2 separate regions of the Macaca mulatta genome follow, and region 2 is linked to region 1. The links are chromatin contacts, called in public Hi-C maps. All regions are on one chromosome and are shown on one strand. The core of a region is the stretch at or near the end of the contact, and the rest is flanking DNA. Distances in the headings are between cores, read along the strand shown. Region 1 holds the start of HECW1 (HECT, C2 and WW domain containing E3 ubiquitin protein ligase 1). Region 2 holds the start of PSMA2 (proteasome 20S subunit alpha 2).

Region 1 (6,429 bases), core at 2,890-5,389:
CCCTGGCCATGGATGTGAATTTTGATCTTTTTTTTCTTTCACACACATGATATTTCCCTGACATCTGTGCAATACAAATATATCTGGAAAGTGTGAAATGGAAAATCTGCTTCACTAAATATATAAAAGGGACCCCGAATGAAGTCTCCATGATGGCATTTGTCATCATGGGCACAGATGGCGTCCTTTCCCAGCTCTTCCCCCACCCCGCTCGTACCGGCTTAAGTTCCATCCACCAAATTCTCCCTGCACATCACATGTATAGATGCCTGATAACACCAGGAGAGCCTGTCTGTATGCCACATCCTTATTTTTCAGGCCTCCATATGCATCACGCTTCAGACCAATAAATCAGAGAAAGTACGGGTTCTGAATGAATAATGCAAACAGTGTATACCACTTGTTGCTGTGGGAATCCAGACGACCTAGGAGCTTAGTGATCTTTGTCATATGTTGCCAGTAAGTGATGGCATTATTATCATTCTCCTTACAGTGCCCATGTCACAGAACAATACAACTATTTACCAATACCCACACATCTAAACACTATGAGATGGGATACATACAATCACTAATATGCTGCTTTGCTTCCTAAAATATTTAAAGAGGCTTTAAGACACCTAAATGCATGGCATTGAGGTTCCAAATGGTGGTCAGAAAGTCTGTGAGAAAAAGACTAAAACTATAAACGAAATCGTTAAAAGACTAGATCTGCTTCTATATCTCATTGTGTCTTAACTTGGAAAAGCAATGGTAATGAATAAACCTCAGAAAGTAGAAAAGCTTAAGCTGAGTAAGGAGGTTGTGAAGCTCTGACTCCTGCCTTTGGTGGGGTGGCTGGGGGGTGGCAGTGTACTACTGGCATATGGCTTATGCATGTGGGGGATGTTATAGGAAGTTGGGTGGAGCTAGAGAAGTGGAAAAAAAGAGCAAAATGAGGAACCAGAGAGAAACTGAAAGGGGAATTTGTTGGATGAATTGCAGGGAACACTTTGACCATAAGAGTTATTCAGCTGTGAAACATACTCAGTGGTGAGAATAAAAATGCTTGGAACCTTGGCTATTAAACCCCCAAATTCTAAACATTTTGTACATTTTGGAGACTGCATATGTTTTCCACCACTGCATTCCTCACTGGGAAAAAGAAATGCCACAAATCTTTCCCCTCAGTATAGTAAATTTAGTTTTACAAATAAGAAAGGATTACTATAGAAATGTATAAAGAATAGCTTTAACAGAAGGCTCCAAGTAGTTACTAGATAACCCACAGGCTGACCCATGTAGCCTTAATTATTTCTTCTCTACATATTGCCAAGTTAAATTATTTCTAATCTTTTTCTCCCTTCAATTTGCTCAACTGAATAAACCAACAAAAATAATCACAGAATGGTGATGTTAGCAGTGACCTTTGGGATTACTTGGTTCAGCTTTCCACTTTTAAAGAAGAAGAAACTAACCCTCAAAGAGGAAAAGTGACTTGAAGAAAACCCTACACAGCATTTCATACTGTTTTCTCTAAAAGTCCGTGAACATCAAATGTGCCAACAATTGCTTTACAGAAAGGACATGTGGGTATTGCAACTTCCTGGTTTCCTAATGTAGCTTGTCCTGTTTTTTCAGATGGAAAAGGAAGCAGGTAAATGGGAGAGAAGCAGGTGTCTTGATGTCTGTAAGTCACACCTGTTAGTCTAGAAACCTGACTATTGGGAGACTCAGTCAAGCTTGGCTGGCCCAGGAAGGATGGTTGTCTCTGGTCTAACTGTAGGTCATTTCAGAAGCATTTACAGTGGTTCAATGTTGCTTGAGCAAATAATGAGTAGACATTCCCTAGACATGTCCATCATCCTAGCAAGCTCTAACTGATAGAATCAGGACTTAGAGAGACAGTGGGCAGAAGGGTGCTCACGTCTTCTGTTTAAGTGTGGATTAGAGGACAGAGTGCTTGGGTCATGTTTCCTTCTAAGGCCAGAGCAAGACAGAACAGAGCAGTTATCAGATAAATTTTGTCAAAATGGATAATCCAGATCATTCAAGGAAAAAATAAATAACCAAAACCTACAGCATAGGAACTCATTCTCTACAGGTTTTTTTGTTCACTGAGGGTGGGTGGAGCCTCTCTCAGAGGCAGCGTGGTAGAAGGCCTGGATTTGAGTCCTGGCTCTCGGTTCCCCCTTAAGCATCTTACATAACCTCTCTGATTCCCCCAGCTGACTCACAAAGTGAAGGATTCCCACCTACCTCCTGCCTATACAATTAGAGGGCATTTTTATGACCTGAAATCCACTCAATAAACATTTCTGAGAACACATGATGTACCAGGCAAACTGCTAGGTGCTGGAGAGATGAATATAAACATATCCTTGTTCTGAAGAAGCTCATCCCATATTTAGATAAGGAGACTGTGGCACATTTACAACTCAGATAACTTCAATATTGAAATGCTATCTTGGCTCTATGAACAAAAAGGCTATAGGAAAATAGGAGAAGTGGTTAATTATGCCTTGCAGGGAATGTAATTTCAGGATGTTATTTTGATTGTAACTTAAAACAAATGAGTGCACAACTACAGAAAATTGTGTGGCTAAGCATGAATCAACAAATACCTTGACTATACCTAAATTATAAAAATTACCATAGCGCATGAAAACACTGCCTGCCTGCCTGCCTATTTAGGCCAATCATTGCTTCACCATTTTTATAACAAGCAACAGCACTAGCAAGTTTTGTGAGCAACACCAAATTACATCAGAGAAAGTAAGTCTCATGCCATTGTCAATTACTGCATAGGATGAAACAGCTATCTGGAGTCTCTCATTAGAAACAAACAAAAACCAATTATTGGAAAAAGCAAATTCCTAATTATCTAAGATGGGGTTGGAATGAATAACTCCACAAAAGGAGAAAACCTGTTATCCAATTAATTCAATTTTCTTCTCTTTTCCCCAACCCCCACCAAATGTTTTGCTATAGTGGACAAAAAAAAAAAAAAAAAAAAAAAAAAAAAAAAAAAAAAAAGACCTGTTTGAGTTGGTGAGTAATTTCACTTATGGGGAAAATGCAGACGCTTGGGTTTTAAAAGCTGCAAGGTATAAAAATAAGCCATAGATTCTATAATCAATCCTTGGTTTGCTTGCATGGTTCACGTTATAATTATTTGCCTTTCCAACACTGGGTAACTTTTCTTACTCCTCTGTCAGTTACCACAGAATGCTGGAACCAGAAAGAACGATAGAAAACAACAAGTCCAACTTCCTTTACCATATGGAATAAGACTCAGGCTTGTTTTTCAATATCACATCTGGCCTTTTAATATTTCTTTTGTTAACAATCATATCAGATGGAAGCATAATAGAAGGTAAAGCTCAAAGTGATCTTGTAATACATCCATCTTTACAAGCCAGAGTGTAAAAGGAATCAAGTCAAAATACACAAATAACAGAGCTGCAGTCCCTCTGTATTGATGCATTGATGGGCTGTTCCAGCTCAGGATGTGGCCTCCCTACCAAGTCAATAATGTCACAATCTAAACAAACTTAGGCAATTTGCCTTCAGGAAAAAACTGCCCCAGACAAAAAAAGAGAACTGTCATTCCACAAAGCAGCCAACTGCGCTAGACTGGGATTATAGTGTGGAATTAGTCAGAACGTGGTTTAGTAAATAAAACACTATAACGGCCAATTTGCCTGGAGGTCTAGGAATTAAAATAGTGCTTTGTTTTTCCAATGCCACATTCCAGAGGAGGCAGCAAGCGGAGGGAACGGGCAACAGGGAATTCTACCACAATCTATCTCTCTACCAAACAGGCACACACATTCATATCAGGGTGGGCATGTGGACTCTAATCCCTTCTTAGTGGAAAACACACATTTTAAAATGAATCCCCAATCTAGAATGAATTACCGTAATAGCCACAGCCGGAGCGAGTCCGCTGATGAGAAACGCAGATCTGGCCACCTGCTTTGAGACGCCTTGGACCACAACACTGCCGGGGTCTTTAAAGGTTGGCCTTTTCGGGTAGGGCATCTGCCCTCCTAAATAGCGTTTAAATCCCAGGAAAAGAGAGAAGATGCCTCCCTCAATTTTTGAACTATGTTGCTCTTGCTGTATCCATTTCTGCTGAACATAGCATTGATATCTTTTCAAAGAGAAGGGGGAAAAAACAAGGGGAGAATTGCACCACTGCAGATTCCAAGAGAAGTAAGCACAAAACTACAGCAACGTCAAATAATATCTTCTTCGGCAACTAGGAAAATCCCCACATGCTATCTGGTGTCAGCCCAATGCAGACTGAGGCGCGCTGTGCCCGGAACCACAGGAAGCCGGGCATCTCTGCAGCCTGTGTCCCTGCCAGCTCCCCCCACGCGCTGAAATTCGGCAGGGAAGAAGTTATGGTGCCCAGCCTCTGTGTGCAAGACAGAGACACCGCGCATCATGGCTCTGAAAATCAGCCAACTGGCCGGGACGTCAGAGCGGCAGAGCAATCAGAATGCCCTGGAGCCGGGGATGGAGGGGCCACATTGTTTGAGCCCTCGGATTTTGCTGCATTGTCACCGCCCGGGAACGTAGGGGTAGCAGGAAGCGCACCTCCAGCCAAAAATGGACCGGACGCATTTTTTCCCCCGGTGGCTCCCTCCCTGCCTGTATGCAAGTCGCAATACGGTAGGCGACATGACGGGCTGCTCCCGCTAAAACTCAGGTGGCAGGCCCGGCTGAGCGGCGCAGCCGGCGGGGAACAGGGAGGCGCTGGGGGAGCACCTACACCGCGCCTCCTCCCCTCCTGCACCATCCATGGGAGCAAGGGCCGGACCTGGCCACGCGCCCCTCGAGCGAGCACCGGCGAGCCCGTGCGGAGGCTCCGGGCGCTCGCTGGGCTAACCACCGGCATTGCATGGGACACAATTGTTCAAAAGCGAGCCCAAGGCGAAGCGCAAATCCAGAGCTTTGGTTCACAAGGGGTGGGTGTGGGCTGGGAAGGGGGATTACGTAGGTCTCTCCGCCCCCTCCCCTGACACCTCCTCGCCTCTGGGAGGGCGCTGAGGAGCGGGCGAGGCGCTGCGAACCCGCTTGGGGGCTTCTTTGTTTCTCTCCGTGCCCCGCAGGAGGGCCGGGTGCGCCTGCCGTACCCAAGCCGGGGTCGCCACCCGGGGATGCCGGCCCAGCCCGGGCGGCGGCGCGTCCCAGGCTGACAATTGAACCTCGCGGGAGAAGCGAGAGGGTGGGGAGGAGGGTGGATCTCGTCCCCGGGAAGGGAGGGCGCTGCCGGGGCCTCGCGTACGGCGGGGAAGCCGCCCAGAGAAGGGCGGGGGGAAGGGGCGGCAGGCAGTGTCCCCGCGCGACGCCCGCTTACCTTGGCAGCCCTGGCCTGGGCACAGATCATGCTCCTGTCAGCGCGCAGGTTAGAGCTGGGGGGCGCACGTGCCCCGCATAGTGCACCGGGCGCCTGGGACTGGCTGGGGAGGGGACCCTGGCGACCGCCCGCTCTCGCCTCGCTCTGGCTGCCGGGTGCCCCGAGCGAGCGGCGGCCACGGCCACTGTCACGGCGGAGGGGCGCGCGCGGCTCGACGAGTGTGTGCGCGTGGAGGGGGCCGATTCGGTCAGAGTCGCACGGTGTTCCGGCTCCAACAACAGCGCCTGATGCGCGGTAACGCAGCACACTTCATCGCTTTATCCTCCCGCTTGCATCCCCTCCCTCCCTGCCTGCTCCTCTGTGGGTACCAGACTCCAGAACCAACCACAAGCCGGGCTTGCTCTCATTAGCGCTGCCCCGCCCTGCAGCCTCCGCGCACCCCCACCCCCGCCCCCGCGGTAAATATATATTGATTCTTGTTACCGCCGGCCCCATCCTTCCAACACCCAGCACGCGTTCTGGGCAGATTCAACACCAGACCCGGCTCCTCGGCCCTTTTGTGTGTGTGCAAACAGTGTAGCAGAAAGGATGCAGTACAGACACTCTAGGCGGGTGCCCTGTGACAGGTGTTCTTGGCCTCTGTCTTACACACTTTCCTGACTTACCTTACACACAGTTAAGAATGCTCAGAGACACATTTCAGGAACCGTCCTGTATCTGCACAAGCACACAAAACAAACATCGTAATGACAAATGCAAAGGATGAAAATCACCCCAGAATATCCATTGTTGGGCAAACCTAACTCCCAAACCGGGTTTTCTGTTTCGCTGCACACAGTGTCAGAATGCTAGAACTAGAAGGAGGCAAAGTCTAGACCCTTACAGGTACAGCCAACTGAGATGCAAAGAGAAGCGAAATGCTGGTTACTATTGGTGGCTGACTATTCCATGTATGCACATTTTTGTGCATTTGGTCGACATTTGGTTTGTGTGTGTTCACATAAAATGCAGAGGCTTTGAGCACATAATCTCTATAGCCTGGGATTTTATGATCCAACCACATTCTCTACAATGCTGATTTA
Region 2 (6,066 bases), core at 962-3,461, 190 kb after region 1:
TGTCTGCTCTCTAAAGAGCCAGCTCACCATTTCTCTGTATGGCCTTATTTATGTGACTATGAATTGCTTATAAAAATCAAGAGACTCCTTTACCCTTTCCTTGCTATTTCTCACAAGTGCCATACTTCTTTTTTCTTTTCTTTTCTTTTTTTTTTGAGACTGAGTCTCACTCTGTCACCCAGGCTAGAGTGTGGTGGCATGATCTTGGCTCACTGCAACCTCCGCCTCCCAGGTTCAAGTGATTCTCCTGCCTCAGCCTCCCAAGTAGCTGGGATTACAGGTGTGCACCACCACGCCTGGTTAATTTTTGTATTTTTAGTAGAGACTGTTTCACGATGTTGGCCAGGCTGGTCTTGAACTCCTGACCTTAGGTGATGTACCCGCCCTGGCCTCCAAAAGTGCTGAGATTACAGGTGTGAGCCACCGCGCCCCGCCGCCATACTTCTTTTGATTTTAAGAACTCTTAAGAATGCACACAGCTCTCTAACACCTAACAATTGGCATTTATTTTCAGTATGTCCACAAGTATTGCCAAGCATGCCCCAGTGATTAACAACACAGGCTCCGGACTGTGAACTTGGGACCATTGTGAGCCTACTGCTTCAGTTGGAAAGTGTATACACCTAATACGACTGTTGTCAAGATTATCCCAGGAAGTACATGTAGAAAGCTTGGCACATTGCTTGGCATATAGTGGCATATATTTTCTTGGTATATTTCTGGATATTATCACTTTCAGGCTGCTTAGAAATTGAGTAGAATGTAAATGCCAAAGCAATGACAGTTTCAACATCCAAGATACTTCCAATTAAGATTAATTCCAAGTGAAATATGGGAAACAGAATTCATCTCCTCAGAGCTCAAACACCACAGAAAACATGTACTGTGCGGGAGGGAGGGAGGAAAGGAGGGAAGAGGGGAGGGGAGGGAAGGGAAGAGTACAGGGGGAGAGGGGAAGGGGAGGTGAGGTGAAGACAGGGCTGGAAAGGAAAGACAGATCCAGAGAGTGGTGAGCCTTGATGCCAAGTGAGACCTGCAGAACTGTCCTCGGAGGACAACTCTGTACAAATCCCTGAACTCAACAGACTTGACCAAACTCTAGCATAGTTTCTAGCAGCATAAGACTGTATCCTAGGATGACCTCGGCCCTCCTTTAAAGTGACTGCCTGAGAAAGCTCAACGCTGCCTGGAAAATTTCCTATTTATTTTAGCCAACATACTCCTGATAGTAGGTCCCTGAACTCCCTTAGAGCATTTCCTGGAAAGGGCACATAATTGTAAATACGTATCCCTTGCAACTAACTCGGAAGCGTTTCTCTCAAGGCCCTGAGAGCCATTCCTTCGATATCTAATCATTAGGAAGGATAGGGCCTTTGTCTCCCACTATCTGCGGGAGGACAGAATCCTACCTAAGATAACTGCGAGCTAGCAGACACGGCCGGCTAATCACATTTGCACTGACTTCACTGTACTACACTTCTCTGACTCTACAGAGCCCCTACACTCCCGCCTCGCTCATTCTCCCTTTAAAACGCCCAAGTCACCTCTGCACGAACCGGGATGGCGCTCAGCTCTTTATCTGCAGTAGTTACTGAATAAAATCCGTTTTCAGCACTTTAATTACTGGCTGGCTATGATTTATCTTTGACACAAGGTTACATCCTGTGTACGAATGGAGCAAGCAGAAGTTTTTTTTGTTTTTTGTTTTTGCGGTGGAGGGAGCGCAAAAACAGTCATGTTCTCGCTAATATGTGAATGTCACGAACTACGTCCCGGACGTGCGGCCGCGGATGAGAACCCGGGAGAGGGTTAAGAGTGTAAGCTGCGTCTGCGACGCTGCCCGAGGTCCCGTCATCAGTCCCCTCTCCCTTCTTTACCTACCCCACGGAGGACTGGGAAAGCCCGGCCGGTTCTGCGGAAACTTCCGCAGCAGTCGCTCCCAGTAGTTTCGAAGCAGGCCCCGGGCCGCAGGCCACGGCGGAACCACTAAGACCAGCATGGCCAGCGCCATTTTCCCTGCTGGAAGACCGCCCCGGTCCCGCCCCTGCTTTCAGCATGCGCACAGGCACAGAATCGGGCAAGCCTCCCTTTCTAGAACTACAACACCCCGCATGCTCTTGGAGCAGCTCTGACTCTCCTCCAATCATAGAGAGAAAAGGAAGGGCGAGGGGCGGGGAAATGAAAGAAAATCGGCCACAGTGCGCATGTATGCGGATGTGCTTTGGCTCTTCGGGTAAAGATGGCGGAGCGCGGGTACAGCTTTTCGCTGACTACATTCAGGTATGGAAGGGGCCCTCGAGGTCCTCAGCGTAGTCGAGGTTGCAGGAGCTCTGTCGACTTAGTTTTTCCCATCCTGACGTCGGGATTGGTGCTTCTGGAGGGTCCAGTAGAGAATGGAGGTGGAAATGCGGCTTTGCAAAGTCATTTGCCAGGCCGGCTCGGGATTCCTGGAGCTTCCTTGGTCGGAGGCTGCTGGAGGATCGGGGGGCTGCGGGACGGTGAGGCACATAGCCAAGGATTCGCTTTCACTTTGGAGACTAGAAAAGAAGGCAGTTTTAGCTCAACCATCTTTGGGTGGCCCGTTCCGAACCCAGGATTTTTTTTCCTGGCTCAAGTGGACCTGATGCGGTGGTTTCTGAAACTCGGAATCATGGTCAAATATGTGGGATCCCCTTTTCTTGGAAAACTCTCAGCTTTACGGTTAAGTCGAAGTCTTGGTCTCCGTTTGGCACTAGTGTCTTTCAAAACCTCCCGCTTTCGATTTCTTCGATGCATGAATTAGAAACATAAGGAGTAAAAACCGAAAGCGCCTATCACTTTTTTTGTGAACCCTTAACAACGAGGCAACAGTTTGAGTTTTGGCCTTTTTTTTTGGTGTGTGGAGGGGGAACGCAGAGGGGGATGTTTACTTTAAACAAGTTTGTAGGCTTTTCTATTGTAGAACAGGGGATTAGAATAGTAAGTTTACTTTCCAAAATAGTTGAGGCGAACCGTGGCTCCCAATGTGAGGAAGTCATCAACGAAGACTTTTAAAAATTGACTGGGGAAGTTTTCTGACTTACCCATTTTCTTAAGGATCAGTAATGCCCAGTTTACTTCAAATGTAGTCCTGACAACTGAAGGCAGGCGGGATTTAACTTGTTGAGTACTTTCTGTGTAGGTGCAACTTAACCGTAACCTGCTCCATCTCTTTCCACTGCTATGATGAATGTTATCTCAGCTTCTTACAGATGAACTAACCACAGCTTGTACAAATTAAATAACTTGTCTGAGGTCATCGGTTAGTAGCTGAGTTGACATTCAAACTGGATTTTTTTCTGATAACAAAAATTAATACACTTTCTATTACATAATGTCTTAAATTCCAAAAGTACCTTTCTCTTGGCAGTTTTCAGTAAGCAGTGAGTGTACGTAATAGTTTTTTTTTGTAACCTTTGAACAAGATTAATTATGCAATAAAAAGTGTCATATTACATATGACAGAAGAGTGTGTGCAGGATGTATTCACTGTTCATATTTGTGAAGAAAACAAATGTGGTCCTCTTTTTAGAGACAGGGACTTGGCAGCCTCCAGCTCTTGGGCTCAAGGGATCCTCCTGCCTCAGTCTTTGGAGTAGCTGGCACTAGAGGTGTGCACCACCCTGCCTGCTATTTTTTTTTTTTTTTTTTTTAAGGCTTGGGGTCTTGTGATGTTGCCCGGGCTGCAAATGTGGTCTTTTATCTCAAAGAAAGTGTAATCCTAGTGGAGCTGAAAACATAAAACAACCGTATACCTTCAGGACTCAATCTTTTTGTAACAAATTTCTTTATTAAAATAAACTTTTGGCCAGGCAGGGTGACTCACAACTGTAATCCCAGCTACTTGGGAGACTGAGGCAGGAGGATCACTTTAGCCCAGGAGTTCAAGACTAGCTTGGGCAACACAGCAAGACCCTATCTCTGAAAAAATTAAAAAATTAGCCAGGCATGTGCCTGTAATCCAAGCTTTTGGGTGCCTGAGAGCGAGAGGAGCACTTGAGCCCAAGAGTTTAGGATGCAGTGAGCTGTGATTCTGCCACTGCACTCCAGCCTGGGTCACAAAGCGATACCCCATGTCTAAAATTTTTTTTAAGAAAAACCAAACTTATGTTTTGTTTGTTTTAAACATGGTGGATTCAGCTGTTTTAAATAAAAATAAAATATTTTTTTCTAGCCTCTCGTAATCAGAATTAAACTAATGGTGGAAGGGACTAGCACCATACAGGATGAAACAGTTCTTGTGGAGTACATTTGGTTGGGGAATTGACAATAAATGAGTAAACAAATTGGTGCCTACTAATAAATTCTCTTACTAAGGAATTTTATTTTAAAAAGGGTGAAGAAAGGAATATGACTTTAGATTGAGTAATCAGGAAAGGCTTGTGCTTCGGGGTGATTTTTGAGACTGGAAGATTAAAAGTAGGCAGCTATTTGAAGATATAGAAATAAGGAGACTTGTAGACAGAGGGAACAGCATGTTTGAAAGCCCTGAAACTGGGAAGGAGCTTGAGCTCTTAAAGGAATGAAAATGAGGCAAATGTGCTATTGTGAGCAAGGAGGTGACGTGGGAGAGGGCTAATCGTATAGGGCTTTGTAGGCCAGAGAAGGAAATTTTATTTTAAGTGAACAAAGAAGTTCTTACAAAATCTAAGTGGAGGTGACATGGTACAAAGGCAACTTTGACTGGGGGTGGAAGTAAGGTTGAGAAAGGAAAACCAGATAGAAGGCTATTTCAGTTATTCCATGTAGGGATACTGATGCTATGGAATGGGCCAGTGGCATTATGGAATATAAAGATGGTTGATTGCTCAGCCAGCTCACAGGTCAATGAGCTTTCACGCAGTGGTAAAGATAGGTAAGTACAGTTAATAGGAACAGAGAAAAGGTAACTATTAAGTTTATATGAACCTTTAAATGTTACCCAGGGGTATATGAATTAGGTATTGAACAATAATTGAAAGCTGGATGGACCCAGAAAGTTATGACATGATTATTGAAATAGTGACTATTAAAGGAAAAAAAGTTCAGCTTAATTTTTTAATTTAAATGTCAGTTGATGTTGTTCTGCTCAAATTAACTAATTATATCAAGAGCCTTAGAGCTGTCACCCTTAGGTCTGTTTCTTTAATTGGTCTAGATGTGTCTCTATCAGTCAAATGATTGTAGATTCCTGGTACTAGGTTATGTGCTGGAATCCTGACTGAACATAGCTGACTTTATTGAGGAAGACAAATATTGTAAAAATAATAAAGAGGCCAATGCAGGAGGATTGCTTGAGACCAGGTGTTTGAGACCAGCCTGGGCAACATAGCGAGACCCTGTTTCTAAAAATAATAATAATAATAATTCAGATATGATGAATCTTAGGCAAAGAGGAAGTACAGGACATCACAGGCATCAGTGAATAGGTATTCAACTTAATCTGAGGGGTCAGGGCAACTTCCGTTAGGACATGATTGAAGGAAAAGAGTTCACAGGGCAATAGAGAAATGCATTTCAGATGGAGGGATTAGCTTGTGAGTGAGGTTTTTGAAGTTTGAGAGTAGTCTATGTGTTTGGAGCAAGGAGGGATGGAGTTGAGATTTGGGTGACCAAGGGAATATTTGTAATTATATGAAGAGAAAATACAGACTTCTGAAATTTGCAATAGTAGTTGGGAGATAAGGATCTAGCTGTGTCACTTTGGACAAATTACTTTCACTCAGACTTTATATATGAAATTAGGTTGGTTTGTGATGATTCTAATTAAACAACCAGGTTGAAATAAAGTATAACTCTAAAAGGCCAGTTTAAGACTTGTGTTTAGCTACCAAATCCATGGAACCAGATCTGTTAAGTGTGACCATCTTGTGGCTTCTAGAAATAGTTGTGTATTATGTAGAGAATACTTAACTGTGAGTGATATCTAGGTGTTACTGTCTTAGGCCATGTCTGTGTTCTAAAACCACCCCCCCCCCACTTGAAATATATGCTGCTGTTTGGTTTTTAACAAACACATACATGTTCTTAATAACATTACCATTCAGTATGTGCTTGTTACAGATTTTG

The links. A called contact is a pair of places that touch in the nucleus more often than the background predicts.
Region 2: a contact with region 1 is called in a Hi-C map of fetal cortex germinal zone, with 4 times the contacts expected there. The contact joins the promoter of PSMA2 here to the promoter of HECW1 in region 1. A contact is called at or near these places in 2 of 14 Hi-C or Micro-C datasets (fetal cortex germinal zone and fetal cortical plate).

What each region holds. Positions count from the first base shown.
Region 1 is chr3:85,258,919-85,265,347 of T2T-MMU8v2.0, forward strand. HECW1 (HECT, C2 and WW domain containing E3 ubiquitin protein ligase 1) reads right to left here and starts at 4,140. Exons shown (of 29, transcript NM_001265810.1): 1 at 3,901-4,140.
Region 2 is chr3:85,452,775-85,458,840 of T2T-MMU8v2.0, forward strand. It overlaps PSMA2 (proteasome 20S subunit alpha 2), which reads left to right and starts at 2,212. Exons shown (of 8, transcript NM_001266881.1): 1 at 2,212-2,280. The coding sequence starts at 2,240. MRPL32 (mitochondrial ribosomal protein L32) reads right to left here and starts at 2,029. Exons shown (of 3, transcript XM_001097622.5): 1 at 1,882-2,029. The coding sequence starts at 2,011.